2 separate regions of the Macaca mulatta genome follow, and region 1 is linked to region 2. A link is a contact called in public Hi-C data. All regions are on one chromosome and are shown on one strand. Each heading gives the region's core, a stretch centred on a gene start, on an enhancer-like site or on the middle of the called end of the contact. The rest is flanking DNA. Distances are from core to core; before and after follow the strand shown.

The links. A called contact is a pair of places that touch in the nucleus more often than the background predicts.
Region 1: a contact with region 2 is called in a Hi-C map of liver, with 2.4 times the contacts expected there. The contact joins the promoter of KHK here to the promoter of SLC5A6 in region 2. A contact is called at or near these places in 2 of 14 Hi-C or Micro-C datasets (fetal cortex germinal zone and liver).

Annotation. Positions count from the first base shown.
Region 1 is chr13:97,912,968-97,915,780 of T2T-MMU8v2.0, forward strand. KHK (ketohexokinase) reads right to left here and starts at 1,507. Exons shown (of 8, transcript XM_077959977.1): 1 at 844-1,507. The coding sequence starts at 935. It overlaps EMILIN1 (elastin microfibril interfacer 1), which reads right to left. Exons shown (of 8, transcript NM_001260908.1): 8 at 1,816-2,512. The coding sequence ends at 2,175.
Region 2 is chr13:97,775,990-97,778,689 of T2T-MMU8v2.0, forward strand. It overlaps SLC5A6 (solute carrier family 5 member 6), which reads left to right and starts at 1,347. Exons shown (of 16, transcript NM_001266259.2): 1 at 1,347-1,414. ATRAID (all-trans retinoic acid induced differentiation factor) reads right to left here and starts at 799. Exons shown (of 7, transcript NM_001193926.2): 1 at 389-799. The coding sequence starts at 652.

The sequences.
Region 1 (2,813 bases), core at 257-2,756, 140 kb after region 2:
TCTGGGAGGTCAAGGCTGCAGTGAGCATGGTTGCGCCGCCACTGCACTCCAGCCTGGAGGACACAATGAAACCCTGTCTCAAAAAAAAAAAAAAGAACCAACAAGTGACTTCAGTTTCCAGCAGACAACTGAGAAGGATGTTTCCACTACTAAACAGTGTTCACTGACCTTTGTGAAGAGGACTTCTGGTAAACTCCTCTTGGAATTTAGCACCAGGAAAAAGCTTGCTGGGGCTCATGAATCAGTTCTATCCATACATAAACCATGACATCTCATGTTTGCCTCCAGTACCAGCAAGCTCTGAGCTATAGTCAAAGCTCAAATACCACGGTCTTAAATGTTCTGCAACAGTGTAACTGTACATACTTTTTACTGTAAACTACCTCAAATCTTTCTCAGGAATAGGTGCGAGATATGTGTGATAAATAAGTTAGAAGTAAATGTTGATGAGAGGCAAGTGGGTTTAAAAAGAAGCAGCAGAAGCAGGAAACGGGTCCTGCACCTTGGTAGCTGTGTGCCCCTGGATAAGCCCCTTCGTCTCTGAATCTATACTTGCTTATCAGTAAAATGGGGATCCTGATGCCTGACACCGTCCCTAAGTTGAAATGGAAATTGGCTAACACAATGCTATTAAATCCTGGGTCGTCTTATTAAAGACCTCATTCCTTCCTCTCTTCTCTCATACTGGGAGCCCCCCCAGGACTCCCGGGTAGAGGGCGCCGGTCCGGCCTTGAAGCTGGGCTCTCAGGGCCTCACTGCGGGGTCTCTGCAGCCTCGGTCGCTGGCACAAATGCTGGACTGCAGCAGCCGCTGGGGTCCCCTAGGGGACCTGGGCGCCCCTACCTTATCTCTGAGTCCTCCTTAGGGTACTTGTCCACCAGGCTGATGACGTCCAGCACCACTAGCCCCACGCACAGGATCTGCTTCTCTTCCATGAGGCTGATCCCAGAGCTTCCTGCCCGCCCGACTGACGGGTTCCTCCCGGCCTCTGCCTGTTATCCAGGAGGATGGTGTCCTCGCTCCCAGCTGCCCTGGCTCCTCCTCCGCGTGGGAGCTCCTCCTCCAGGGAGCCACCTGCAGCGGCGAGGGGTGCAGGAAACGAAAGGAGCTGGGCCTTTGCTCCCGACACCCGAAGACCCAAGCTGGCCTGGGAAAGCCAACCCGGAGGTCTTGGCCCCCGGTCTTCCCGTAGCAGGTTGCCTGGGCCTGCAGATGGCAACGCCTCCCACTTCTCAGCCTCAGTTTCCTCGCTTGTCAGATGGACTCGGAGCTGATGCAAACCTTTCTAAAGCGCGGCTAAGCGATCTCGAGAATGCAAAGAGAAAATGCGCTGGAAATGCGCTACGTGCCCCGCCCTCTGCTGCACCTGCGTCTCGGACTCCCGACCCTGGGCCCGCGAGGTAGAGCTGGGCCTGCATCTGCAGCCCTGCCTGAAGACCGTGGTCGCGGCTGCCCGGCCCCGCCCGGGTTAGTCCCAGCCGAGGCCACGCCTCCGCCGCGGAGCAGCGGGACCCGCCGGGTGGGCGGCAGCCTCACGTGGCGGGAACGCCGAGCGCCCCCTGGCGGACGCCGGCGAAATGGGCGGGACGCTAGGGAGATGTCGCAGAAGCGGGGCAGGCGCCGCTTGCTGCCTGAGCCAACCGCCAGCAGCCCCGAGCCGGGCGGAGGCGGCGAGCGCAGTGCGGTACCCGGGGTTCCCTCCGGAGGCCACGGTCTCTCCCGCCCCGTGCCCTGTGCACGCCTGGCAGCCCCCGACCCCGTACCGGAGCAGAACGGTTCGTTTAGTTTTTTTTAGAAAAACCAAGTGTCTTTATTCCTGGATCGTTTAGTACGGCGGTGGGCGGCGCCCGCGCGGGGGAGCCTGGAGCCCCAGGGACTCTGCCTGGAGGGCCACTGGAGGGAGCGGAGGGTGCGAGGATCGGCTCTTCCGCAGGCCGGCCCTGGAGGGGTTCCGGAGGTATCGCGCCAGGCCAAAAGTCTCCATGGGCGGCCCCGGGCCTCCCTGAGCCGGCGCGCCCCGGGCCTGGGGAGAGGCCCCTCTGGGCGCGGTGCCGCTGCGGGCCCGGGTGCGGCGCTCGCCCAGGGCTGGGTGCTGCGTCCCAGGCGGGACCCCGGGAGCCTGCCGCCCCCGCTGTCTCTTCAGCCGGCGTAGACACGTCGGGCGGGACCCCAGTCTACGCGTGTTCAAGCTCTGGGTCCCCATAGAGCAGGGCCCCGCTGAAGATGGTGAGCGGCTCCTCCGAGTGCGCCAGCTGCCCCATGACCAAGTCGACGCAGACCGTGTCCCCGGCCTGCAGCGGCAGGATGAGGCTGAAGACGCCCAGGGTGCCCGGGCTGGGCTGGCTCTCGGCCACCGGCTTATTCTCCAGGCCCTCGGGCTCGTAGCCGCCGGAGTCTACGCGGGCCACGCCCTGGTTGGAGCGGGACAGCACGGCCTCCACTTTCTCGTGCCGGTGCCCAGTCAGCACCGCGCTCAGCAAGTAGCGTCCGGCCAGTGGCGCTGTGAACACGCCTGGGAACAAGGATAGCAGTCAGGGGGGCCAGGGAAGCTCCGGGGAGCGCACCAGAACTCCTGGACTCTGGAGGGACCCGCTGGGTCTTTTCCCCTCACTGGAATGCAAGCAGCAGGGAACTTGGGGCTTTGTTCACTATGCATCCCCAGCCCTTAAAACAGTGCCTGGGCAGGAGCAGACCCCAGTAGAGATCTGCTGAATGAATGAATGAATGAATGACTACTACTTCTCCCCACTGGCTGAGAATGAATAAATGAAGAAAGAGCCGAGGTCTCCCCAAATCAGAGAATGAAAAGATTC
Region 2 (2,700 bases), core at 97-2,596:
TGGTTTAAAAGGACCGGAGGTAGGTAAATAACTCATCAAGCATTACAAAACAAAGTACAGTCCTACCACTGCACGATATATGGTGTTCGGGCGTAGAGAGCTTTCACAAGAGCCAGAGGACCCGTCTGTAGAAATAACTTAAAAGTTACTCAAAAATTAAGGGACGAGATCAAGTTTCACAGATCTTTGGAAGTTGGCAGGACTGGGGCGCCGAAAGCCTGCACGACGTGAGCACTCGGGAACAGGACCCGGCTGGGCAGGGTCGGAAAGGGTCAGGGACGAAATCAGAGCCGCAGGCCGGCCGAGGGGAAGGGGGAGCCGCGGGCGAGCGAGACGCACGGCTGGCGAGCGACCCTGCTTCAGCCCGACCTCAAACTTGCTTCTGTACCTCGGGTAGCGCCAGAGCCCTTTCCACGCCCAGAGCGAGGAGCAGGGCGGCAGCCCAGCGCACCAGAGTCGTAAGACTACCCGGGCCGTGAGACGCCATTTTCCGCTCCCTTAGTTCTCCGGTGCTCACGCGACCCGGCCCCGCGGCCCCGCCCCGCAGCGCGTCAGGCCCTCTTCCCCGGGCGTGGCCTAAGCGACCCGGTCCATTCGCCCTGGGGCTGGCTGGGGGTTTCTCCTGCTCGCGGAACTCTGCGCTGGTCTTCATGCGCCCCAGCCCTCTTTCGGGGACACTGGCTACCCCTTATTCCTTTTCCCCTTTAATGAAGGCGACCCCTGTCGCCGCGCGGCTTCCCAGAGCCGACTGCAGGCTCCCTCAGCCGGGTGTTCCCCGCGTCCGGAAGCCAAGGTCGCGCCTTCGAAGAGACTCGGGTTCCTCCATCCGCCCTCAGTAAACATGGCGGCGCAGCGAGCGGGGCGGGCAGGGGGCGGGCAGGGGGCGGGGCCCCCGCGGGTTCCCGGCCAGGGCGCAGCGGCCGGGCTCTGGCTACCCACGTGTGGAGACCGGGCAGGTGGGCCTGCAGAGCGTGAGACGGTGCAGAGAGGCCCCAGGGAGCGGCGTCTGAGCTGGGGCGGGGGCAAAGGGGCAAGGGGGCGGGGAGGGGCGGGGAGGGGCGGAGCGAGCCGGCCTCCGGCGTGGGACTGAGAAGATACGAAGTGTGCGCGGTAAGGTGGTGGTCTCCGCCGCGTAGAGGGAAGCGGGAAACCAGGAAAGAACGAGGGTGAGGGTGATGGAGGAGGGAAGGGCAAATCGCGGACTCCGGCGGGAGGGCAGGAGCCTGGATCGCCCCGGGCACGTAGTCCCCTTCACCTCAATCCTGATAGCGCGTAGCGTCCCGGAGCCTGGCGAGGAGGTAGGAGCGGGATAGACGCTTCCCTAATTCATTTTCTTTGCCTTCCCAGGAAAAGGGTGCGATGTTGATCTCAGGAAGCACAAAGGGATCTTCCTAGCCCGGACTAAACCACGGAGGTAAGGGAGTGCGTCGCTGCCCCGGGTGGGCCAGCGCCCTGACTGAAGGACGCCAGGGGATCCCTGCTCCCGGAGTGACAGTGTTGGTTAGGGCCAGCCAAAAAGCTCCTTAATGCCAACCCAAGCGATCATCTCGAGTAGCCGACCCATGCTTCCCTTCCACATTCCCTCCATGGTGTCTGCCTGGAAGTTCCTGAAAGGTTTACGTTTAGCTCACTGGCAAGTTTTCTAAGGTGTTAGTAGCTAGTAGCATTTTGAGGGCCCCTAAAGCCTTTCACACCTTGAGGAATTATAAGCTCCAGGATAGATTTTGAGGGAATCTTTTTGGAACAGTTAGTCTTGCAGTGGTCTCATTGCGTTTTGTAGGAGTCAGTATGATCCACTGCAGTGTGTGACCAAAGTGAGTTCAGGTTTTTTTTTTTTTTTTTTTTGGAGGAGTCTCACTCTGTCGCCCAGGCTGGAGTGCAGGGGCACGATCTTGGCTCACTGCAAGCTCCGCGTCCCGGGTTCACGCCATTCTCCTGCCTCAACCTCCCGAGTAGCTGGGATTACAGGTGCCCGCCACCGCGCCCGGCTAAATTGTATTTTTAGTAGAGATGGGGTTTCACCGTGTTAGCCAGGATGGTCTTGATCTCCTGACCTCGTGATCCGCCCGCCTTGCCTCCCAAAGTGCTAGGATTACAAGTGTGAGCCACGGCGCCTGGCCGAGTTCGGGTTTTTAAAAGGGGTCCCACATCACGCGTGTAATCCCAGCACTTCGGGAGGCCGAGGCAGGCGGATCATGAGGTCAGGAGTTTGAGATCAGCCTGGCCAATATGGTGAAGTTCCGTCTCTACTAAAAATACAAAAAAAAAAAAAAAAAAATTAGCTGGGTGCGGTAGCACATGCCTGTAGTCCTAGCTACTCAGGAGACTGAGGCAGAAGAATCACTTGAACTCAGTATGAAGAGTAACATACTGAAGAACTCAGTATGAAGAGTATGCAGTGAGCCGAGATGGTGTCACTGCACTCCAGCCTGGGTGACAGAGTGAGACTCCGTCTCCAAAAAAAAAGGGGCATTCCCACAATCTGCTGTTTGTGCCTTAGTGTGTTATAGTTGTAGTGAAACAACAGCTAGCTCTTCCTCTTGGCCCCCCTCTTTCTGGAGAAATGTAAGTCCATAGGTTTGGATCAATGTAGAGTTTTTAGAAAACCATAGATCTGTTCTCAGATTCTGGTCTGTTGCTAGGTCAGGTTTTTCCTGTCTTCCCTGGGGCTCTCTCAGGCCATCCATGAGAATTCTCCAT